3 separate regions of the Zea mays genome follow, and regions 1 and 3 are each linked to region 2. Evidence: chromatin contacts called from public Hi-C data. All regions are on one chromosome and are shown on one strand. Each heading gives the region's core, a stretch centred on a gene start, on an enhancer-like site or on the middle of the called end of the contact. The rest is flanking DNA. Distances are from core to core; before and after follow the strand shown.

Region 1 (3,174 bases), core at 268-2,767, 300 kb after region 2:
GAGTCACACACGTATACGGTATATGAATTACCATGCAAGCTCAGGAAACCAAAAGTAACTTGAGATAGTAAGTATGCTTAGATCACCTAGGCTGCCGCGACACTGACGCCAGCGATACCGTACGACACAAAGACGAACCAAATGTGATGACAGCAGCTAATCAGTGCTTTCGTCATGCTCTGAAAGCTGAAGCACCCCATAAAGCTAGCTTACTATAGGACAGTACGTACTGCTACGGGCACACAGGACAGAAACAACGTTATTACGCAGATGACGCCCAGGAGTACTACACTGCTCCGATCCTGGTGAGACGGACCACACGACGTCTCTGAGGCGCCGACCGTCGGCTACGCAAGTATCTTGAGCCGCTTCACTGACTTGACAAAGACCCTGCAAGGAAATCAACGTCGTTTTTAAGTTCGCTGAATAATTAATTGGATTATATTGTTGCCGTCACCATCGATACAGTCATACAGACGACAGTAGTAGTGACTGATACGTACTCCCACGGCACATCATCTCCGACGAGCAACCAGTCCCCTTCGCCGTCCTCGTAGGTGACTACATAAGGATGGCGACGGCGGCGCTCGTGCGAGACCACCACCTCGTCTTCTGCATGATCTGCCAGAGGTTACAGGAATAGTATATGCGACCAAGTTAAGTGCCGGGAGCAGAACGGGAAGCAAGGGCACGTGTCGGGACCAGAACGATGGCGGCAGATGATTATCAGTGAAAGAAAGGCATCGTCCGCAGCACCGCCGGTCGCCGGCCGGCTCGCCGCGGCCCGGGAACGTACGCACCTTGTTGGTTACCCGAAGGGAACATGCTCTCGAGCGTGCGGAGCAGCTCCTGGTACGAGCCGTGGATGGACACGTCCACCTTCCGCCCGATGGGCACCCCTTCCAGCTTCACCTTCACGTACCCGCCGCCGCAGCTACGCCTACGCGCGCACTTCACCGGCGGCCACCCCACCAGCCTCTTCTTCCTGGGTACACTACACACACCACGGATCGGATTTGGGTATAATAAGACCCTCCCTGTACGCACGTGGTCGGTATTTTTAACCACAACTCACTTGTTGCTTTGCTGTTCATGGTCGACGACGCCGTCGCGGTCGCGGTCGCCGCCGCCTCCGTCGCCATCCTCGCAGACGAAGAGCGGAAGCGTGGCCGCCTTGGCGGCCCCGAACGCGTCGCCGAGAACCCTCTTGTTCCCGCACGAGCCAGCCGAGCTGCTGAGGAGACCGACGAACTCGGCGGCGGCAGCCAGCGGCTGATGCGGGTTCGGCGGCGCGAGCCCGAGCTCCAGCTCCATCCGATCACTTTCCCTTGATCAGCCCCGCGCGCACTGCGGTCATGTGCGTGGTCACGGCGCAGCTAGCTAGCTGACACACCCACTTCGATCGTCCCACAGCAGCTAGTGTGAGACAGACTGGAAGGCACGCGAGCGGAGACCTGGGAGCGCACGGCAAATAAGTTCCTGCATGCTACGCTCGACCATGAGCTACCCGTGAGTGACGCGATCGATCGATCGATAACGATGGGTATATATATCCGGGCGGCGCAGCGCAGTCGGCCGTGGGGGCAGATGAGATTTCGGGATGAATAAACAAAGGGCCGACAGGGTGTCGGGTGTCCAGGGGACTCAGCAGCGCGGGCCGCCTCGTTGCCGAGCGCGGACCGACACGGGCACGGCCGGGACGGGGTTTCGTGAGTGGGTTGGGGGTGGTTGTGCCGTTCCGCGACACGGCATGGCTGGTGAGCGGCTGCAGAGGGATGGTGCCGTGGACGTGGAGAGTGGGCACGGGGCACCACCTCGTTTGATTTGCCGATCCAGCGCGGTTTTTCGGTGAGAGGTTGGGGTAGTGCCCTTCGTGCACGCAGCACGCCCGTGGGGCCAGCGAGCCTGAAATAAAGGCGGCCCCTGGTCCCTGCCTGCCTGCCTGTTGTACCTCGTAAGGTTCATTATGTCGAGTACTGAGAGCGATTCTCATCATGCACCGCTCCTACTTTGGATTTATGATTGTGCACGTTAATCCTTCGTTATCACGGGTGTTCGTCATGCCCACGTACATAGACGGATTAACCGTACCGATATATAGGTTCAATCTTCAAACGACTATATTGTCTTATGTTGTAGCCACACATCGCGTATATAGTCGTACAAAGCACTGTTTTCCATTGTAGACTATGTTGTTTATAGAGTGAAATTCGAAATAGAACAATGTAGAATAGGTAAAGTTGTTGGAGAAAACATTACAATGTCGTTGGTGTTAGAAATTTAGTCATTTTTAGTTTTAATTTAATTTAGAAAAATATTGTGATATATGTGATGATATGTATGTGCATGTATGTATAACTACTCGTATAATCAGTAAACAACAATAAAAATATGCACAAATAAGAAGAACAGAATGTACCCTACGGAGTAACCGATGCTTAAGGCATTAGTGACTCTATTCACACGAGACATCTCGTGTATATGTTCGATGTAGCCGTACAAAGTCGATGCAGAAAGATGTACGCCATGCAGTCACTCGAACGGTAGTCTGAATAAGAACAGCAGCACGCGTCGCCTGGGGAGGATGATGAAGAACATGATGTAGACAAAGCAGCGATGGGTCGAACAGATCACGCGAGCAGTCGCAAATACACTCTCAAAAATCTGATCGCCCGCACATTCGTTCAAGTGTATCTCTACGGATGGGCAATTTCGGAGGCGCGTGACTGGAAGAGTCCTCCCTCTCCATTTGTCGGGGACCATAATTAGGGGTACCCTCAAGGCTCCTAATTCTCAGCTGGTAACCCCCATCAGCACAAAGCTGCAAAGGCCTGATGGGTGCGACTAAGCCAGGGATCGGTCCATTCGAGGGACTCGATCACGCCTCGCCCGAGCCCAGCCTCGGGCAAGGGCAGCCGACCCCGGAGGATCTTCGTCTCGCCCGAGGCCCCCCTCCAGCGACGAACAAACTCCCGGCTCGCCCGAGGCCCAGTCTTCGCCAAGAAGCAACCCTGGCCAAATCGCCACGCCAACCGACCAAATCGCAGGGGCATTTAATGCAAAGGCGGCCTGACACCTTTATCCTGACGCACGTCCTCCAGTCGACAGAGCCGAAGTGGCCGCAGTCACTTCGCCGCTCCACTGACCGGTCTGATAGAAGGACAGCGCCGCCTG
Region 2 (3,053 bases), core at 549-3,048:
CTCGTCGGTCGCCGCGCACCGTCTCGGCTCGCGGCCGGCCCATCCCGGTGCCCGTCCGTCCGTTCGCTGCCCTCCTTGCAGCGCGACACGCGGCGCTGCTGACATTGGCGAGGGTGGGCTGTTCGGCCACCGTCCGGCGTCGCACACGGCTCTCGCGTTCGTAGACGGTCGCGTGTCGCGCCGCAGCTGACACGGGCGAGGTGCTGGCTAGTAGCTAGCTGCTCGGCCCCCGTCGGCAGCGCACGCCTCTCGGCTCGGTCGCGTCTCTTGCGTGGTGGACGGTCGCATCGGCTGGCCACCCCGGGGTTACATGATCCCGTTGCGTAACTGCGACGGCTCTCTTGATTAGCCAAGCACAGCACTCGTTACCGCCGCCGCCGCCGCGGCGGGGCCAGCCAGATGCGGTGCACCGTGCACGTAACGTAAAGCTGGCATCGACGCCTACTTGCGTTGCCATCGTTTGTCGCTGTACCTGTACATGTCCACCCCTCGTAGCTTTTGCGGCGTTCAGACAGAACTGAGCGTGCCATATCAAGATTCCATGTTGCATCACGGCGTTCCCAGTGCGCACCGACCATCAATTATATCGAGCGCACTAATGACCGCACCTGTCACACCAAAACCTAACGAGCGACTAGTTTACTCTGCTAAAAACTCCCTGGCGATAAGCTCATAGTCACCGTCACACACTCACAGCGCGCAAGCGCCGGCCGTCCCTGTCGCCACACACCAGGCAGCCCACAGCCGTGCGCACCGACTCGCGCCCGCGAAAAATCCCGCCACGCACACGCCCTAATCGCCATCCCACCCACCCAGTCACGCCCCCACGCCTAATCCCCACCTGGCCGTTCGCCTAATCCCAACTATTTATATACCCCCACCGCTCATAGGCGCAAGAGAAAGAGGGAAAGAGAAGAGATACACGCAGACCAGTAGCAAGCCAAGCAGCGCCCACGAGGTAGGGATGGCAATTTCACCCGCGGGTTCGGGCCCCGTCGGGTTTTGCACCCGTCAGGTTCGGGTTCGGGTGTAAAAATCCACCCACGGGTTAGACCCAAACCCGACCCGAAGCATTACGGGTGCGGGTGCGGGTTTTGATTTTCGCCCGCGGGTCACCCGGAACCCGGAGCTACGCCCGAAGCGCAGAGTTGCAGCCGGCCACCCGCCCAAGTCCCGTGCGCATCCAGTTTGTATTCCAGTGGGCCCTGAGAAAAACCCAAATCCCTCAACCCCAAGTCCCCAACCGGCCGCCATAGCAGATTAGCAGGCTAGCACCACTGCACCAGGCGTCCAGGGCTCCAGGCGGCCGCGGCCACGATAGATCCGCCCGCCGCTGCCCGCCCCACCCCGGCCACCCCCTCCGCCGTCACCACCACCGGAGGACGCATCCCCAGGGCCGCCGCATCCTGCTCCTGCCGGATCCCCAGGACCACCGGAGGAGGACGCATCCCTAGGAGCCACCGAGCGTCCGAGGCCAAGCCAGGAGTCCAAGTCTCCACTATCTAGGACCGGCACTCCCCACTCCGGCACTCCCCAGGACCACCGGAGTCCGACTGCAGCGGCCAGCGGCGCAGCCTGCTCCCACCACGTACGAGGTTCCTATCCTTGTAGGTGAGGTGAGCCGTGAGCATGTCCCTTGGCCCTTGCACAGCTTGACTTGAGCAGCTCTAATTTGTAAATTGCAGAGTCTGATGTCTGACCAAGGTGCTTCGAGGCCGAGCAGGAGCAGTCGTCAAGTTCCCACAAAGAGCAGTGCTGTGGTTGCAGGAGGTTCCTCAAGTGCAGCTACACCGACGAGTGCTGCTGCAAATGAAATGCCATCTTCAAGTGTTCAAGCTCCACCATCAGAAGGTACAGAACATGTGGTCGTAAATGATGATGATGATAATGTACAAGTTGGATGCAAAAGGAAGCTGAAATCTGATGTGTGGCTTGAATTTGAACAAGTAACAGTTGGGGGTAAAATGAAAGCTGAATGCACTTGGTGTAAAAAGCTACTAGTTGGAGATAGTAGAGCCGGTACTAATCACTTGCGTGGTCATCTCATCGTGAAAGATGGCATGACTGTTATGGAAAAGGGTGTTGAAAGAATACGTGATAGTGTTGGGTTTTGGTGTGCCACGCCAAAAAGGCATGAACGTTTTGAACGGACAGCAAATCAAATGAATATTAAATATGGTAGAAGGATAACTCTAGATTGTAAGACAAGATGGAATTCAACCTACGTTATGCTTAGCATTGCATTAGAATACCAATCAGTTTTTGATCGACTTGCAAGTAAAGAGAAGCTTTGTGCTCATTTTAAGCCAACAACAGATGATTGGGAGTTTGCTAGGGAGCTTTGTGGTAGGCTGAAAATATTTTTTGATGCAACTGAGCTATTGTCAGGCACTAGTTATGTAACAGCTAATCTTTTTTTCCCCAAAATTTGTGGAATTTATTTGGCCATTGATAAATGGAGAACTAGTGCCATTCCAAAGGTAGAAGAGATGTCTGTCTTGATGAAAGATAAGTTTAAGAAGTATTGGACAGATGTACATGGGCTTATGGAAGTAGCCACTGTTTTAGATCCTAGGTACAAATTGAAGTTCATGAAAGCTTTTTATAGCACCATTTATGGGGAAGAAAGTCCAACTACAGACGATGAAGTGTGTAGAGTCAAAAATTTGTTGTATGAGTTGGTGTTAGAATATCAAGAATCTATGGAGGGCATGGCAACAACAGATGCTGTAGGTGCATCTAGTAGGGGCTGTAGGGCCCCCAACGAAGGAGATGACTTGATGTTTGGAATCTTTGATAAATTCTTGTCGGAAGAACCTGATTGTTCATCTTTTGTGCGCACTGAGTTGGATTTATATTTGGAGGAGCCAACACTGCCAAGAACTCAAGAGCTAGACATAATTAATTGGTGGCAATATGCAGGGATCAAGTACCCCACTTTGAGAAAGATTGCTCGAGATATCATGGCAATTCCAGTCACAACTGTTGCATCTGAGTCTGTATTCAGCACTGGGGGAAGAGTAATAAGCCCACATCGAAGTAGACTAGCACCA
Region 3 (3,211 bases), core at 655-3,154, 500 kb after region 2:
GAGGTAATTGAGTTCATAACTGAGCATATTATTCATAGATTCGGCATTCCCCAGACCTTGACTACAGATCAAGGTACTTCTTTTATGTCAAAGGAGGTGCGTGAATTTGCTGAATTATACAGAATTAAGCTGCTTAATTCATCTCCATATTATGCTCAGGCCAATGGACAGGCCGAGTCTAGTAATAGGACATTGATTAATTTGATAAAAAAGAAGATATCTGATAATCCTAAACGTTGGCATAAGATTTTGTCTGAAGCTTTATGGGCTCATAGAATATCTAAACATAGGGCTACTAAAGTATCTCCTTTTGAGCTTGTCTATGGGCAGGAAGCAGTGTTGCCTGTGGAAATAAGTTTGAATGCTGTCAGGTTCGCCAGACAAAATGATCTAACTGCTACTGATTATTATAATTCAATGATGGATAATATTGATGAGGTGACCGACAAGAGGATGATAGCTATGGGAGCAATAGAAAAGGACAAGACCATGGTAGCCAGGGCCTACAACAAGAAGGTCAAAGCAAAATCATTTCAAGTAGGGGACCTGGTGTGGAAGACCATTCTGCCTCTAAGGAATAAAGACCGGAAGTTCGGGAAATGGTCGCCAAGCTCGGAGGGTCCTTATAAAGTAAAACAAGTGTTGTCTGGCAACGCCTATTTGCTACAAACATTACAAGGCAAGGATTTGCCTAAGGCTTTGAATGGGCGTTTCCTCAAACAATACCATCCTAGTATGTGGCAAGATGCCTAAGAGAACCGATGTAATCACATCGAGTTAGTTGCTTTTGGTTTGCTCAACTCCACCAAAAGGCAGGGGGCATATGTTGAGCACCGTTTTGAGCTGGCGGACGGTCCGGCCCTGAGGCCGGACGGTCCGCGGTCCGGACAGTCCGCGCCTGTGGGCCGGACGGTCCTCGCATGCGCAGAGCAGTTTAGGGTTCCAATTTTTGTGCTACGGTTGTTAGCTATATTCGTGAAATTAGCTCGGAATCAGTTGTGTAAAGGGTCCAGCCTCCCTCCTCTATAAATAGAGAGGTCTACGACCGATTTGGAATCATCAATCGAATCAATACAACTTCTATTCGCATTTATTTTCAGTACAATTAGGAGTAGTTCTAGTCTAGTTCTAGTTTAGCCTCTCGATCCCCAAATTCTTCGCCTCTCTTCGACTCTACGCCGATTAGAGGAGTCTAGGTCGGCCGGCCCGAGCCTAGACAACCCCTAGGATCTCTCCTCCCCGACGGGGTCCCTCCCGGGAGCGAGATCCAGGCGCCGCCGGCGATCTTCCGCCGCCCCTGCGTACGCGCGGACCGTCCGGCCCAAGGGCGCGGACCGTCCGGCCGTCAGGCAGGAGCCCTAGCCTTGCATCAGGTCGCGGACCGTCCGGCCCCTGCGTGCGGACCGTCCGCCCCTGTGCAGAGAGCACCGCAGCGCCTCTCACCAGGCCGCGGATCGTCCGGCCCCTGCGCGCGGACCGTCTGCCCCTGTGCAGAGGGCACCGCCACAGTTCTTGTTGAGTGTTTGGCGCTCCAAAAAGGCGTCAACAGTCGGTTTCATTTATTTTGAATGTTGTCATCTTATGGAATTGAAGATATCATCCTGAGTGGTAATATGACCAGGAAGGTGATCATATCCAGTTCATCCCTCATTCATCCATCATCACGAAACAAACAAGAAATGGTGCAACTTCAACCCACTTTAACCCTATAATCAAACAAGAAACTAGGTTCAATCTGTCACTGAAACCAAACAAAGAACGAATCTGACTTAACCCAGAAAAATAGGTCGGCTCCGACTCAATCCACGCCGTTCCAAAAACCAAACACATACTATTCAATTTTTGAATAGCAAGAAGATTCCTCCATGTAGATCATCTCGTGATCTCCTATCACTAAACCTACTGTGGTTGGAAAACCGAAGCATTTATCGTATGCAATCCACACGAAAAGTAAACCTATCGGAATTGCTCCGCGTACGGCGTACCACACCACCACTACACTCCAGGGTTGGCACCGCACGGCAAGCCGCAAGCGGCGGCGTGGGTTGCCGAACCCCAGTCCCCCAATCGGCGTCGGCGCGTGGGAATCGTCAGAAAAACGCGACGAACAGCCGAACCGGTCACACCGAAAGCGCAGTTGCGAGGCTGTTCTCCGTTGTCACGTTTCTGCCCGCATCTCCCCTCCACCGTCCTCTAGGCTCTAGTATTCTAGTCCTAGTCCCCCACCGGCCACCACCAGGCACCACGCCAGCCAGCCCCACCACTCCATCCGAGTCAGAGTCTTCGGCTCCAAGCCGCCCCACTGTTCCTCCTCGACTCCAAGCACCGCGCCGGCAGCGTGAGGAGAGGGCTGTCGCGGGCCGCCCGCAGGCTCCTCTGCTGCGGCAGGGCCGCCTCCCCGGAGGACCTGTAAGTCGCCGGCTCCTTGGCCTGCCTCCCCGCTTGCGTTGCTGTATCTTTTGTGTTTCTGGGCTTGTCTGGGTTTCGCTGAAACTGAAATCCACCGCGATGTGTGAGCGCGGCGCTTGGTGTTGGTGTGGACAGATGTTTGGGTGGTTCGTCAGGAGACACCACGGAATTCCGCGCGCCTGGCTGCTCGGTTCCCGGCGTTTTTTTCTTCGATGTTTTGAACACGCCGGATGCCACCTGGAAGGTTCCAAGTTTTTGTTCATATTAGCTCGTTTCTTGTTTGGGTTCATGTTAATTTGCCCAATTCTAAAGGGCGGTGCAAAATTTAACTGATTGGGGGCTCCAATTTGGTGGAAAGTAGACATGTTGTTTGGTTTCGGAGCTACTGTTTGTACAAGCGATGCCATTGAGGTGAAATTAGTAGGGATTTGGGCGCTCCGATTTTTGTTGTTTGTTCAGTGACACCAAGACCAAGGGAAAGGTTTAAACTTTGGTGGCAGACGATGTCATTTTTATTCGGTTCCTCAACTTTGGAAATAACTATGAAACATTGTGGAAATTTGGCATGTTGGTCTTGTTTGATGAACCATCCTAAAGTTTAAGATCGATTTTCTATGCTCGGATTAGGCAAAATTGTTCTAGGGGCACAGGGGGTTTGTATCAGTGGAACTGGTTGGAAGGTCAGTTGATAGTAGCTCATGCTCATCATGTATATAATTGCTTTGCTTTCCAGATCTGATGAAGGAAGTGGATCATTGAGGTGGGTGTTCTCATTGAGAGAGCTTCGATCAGCAACAAACAG

What was found. Hi-C and Micro-C count contacts between places; a contact is called where the count stands out from the background.
Region 1: a Hi-C map of endosperm shows a contact between it and region 2, with 4 times the contacts expected there. The contact joins the promoter of LOC100282670 here to the promoter of LOC103629531 in region 2. A contact is called at or near these places in 2 of 25 Hi-C or Micro-C datasets (endosperm and tassel).
Region 3: a Hi-C map of bundle sheath shows a contact between it and region 2, with 4 times the contacts expected there. The contact joins the promoter of LOC100216997 here to the promoter of LOC103629531 in region 2. A contact is called at or near these places in 2 of 25 Hi-C or Micro-C datasets (bundle sheath and ear).

Annotation. Positions count from the first base shown.
Region 1 is chr6:89,415,255-89,418,428 of Zm-B73-REFERENCE-NAM-5.0, forward strand. LOC100282670 reads right to left here and starts at 1,518. Exons shown (of 4, transcript NM_001412161.1): 1 at 1,076-1,518; 2 at 801-985; 3 at 504-612; 4 at 1-390. The coding sequence starts at 1,314. The coding sequence ends at 348.
Region 2 is chr6:89,113,923-89,116,975 of Zm-B73-REFERENCE-NAM-5.0, forward strand. It overlaps LOC103629531 (ethylene-responsive transcription factor RAP2-9), which reads left to right and starts at 1,799. Exons shown (of 3, transcript XM_008650628.4): 1 at 1,799-3,053. It overlaps LOC118472198 (a long non-coding RNA gene), which reads right to left. Exons shown (of 2, transcript XR_004850207.1): 2 at 1-1,803.
Region 3 is chr6:89,614,015-89,617,225 of Zm-B73-REFERENCE-NAM-5.0, forward strand. LOC100216997 (putative protein kinase superfamily protein) reads left to right here and starts at 1,905. Exons shown (of 4, transcript NM_001348786.1): 1 at 1,905-2,409; 2 at 3,143-3,211. LOC109940459 reads left to right here. Exons shown (of 1, transcript XM_020539990.1): 1 at 1-708. The coding sequence ends at 708.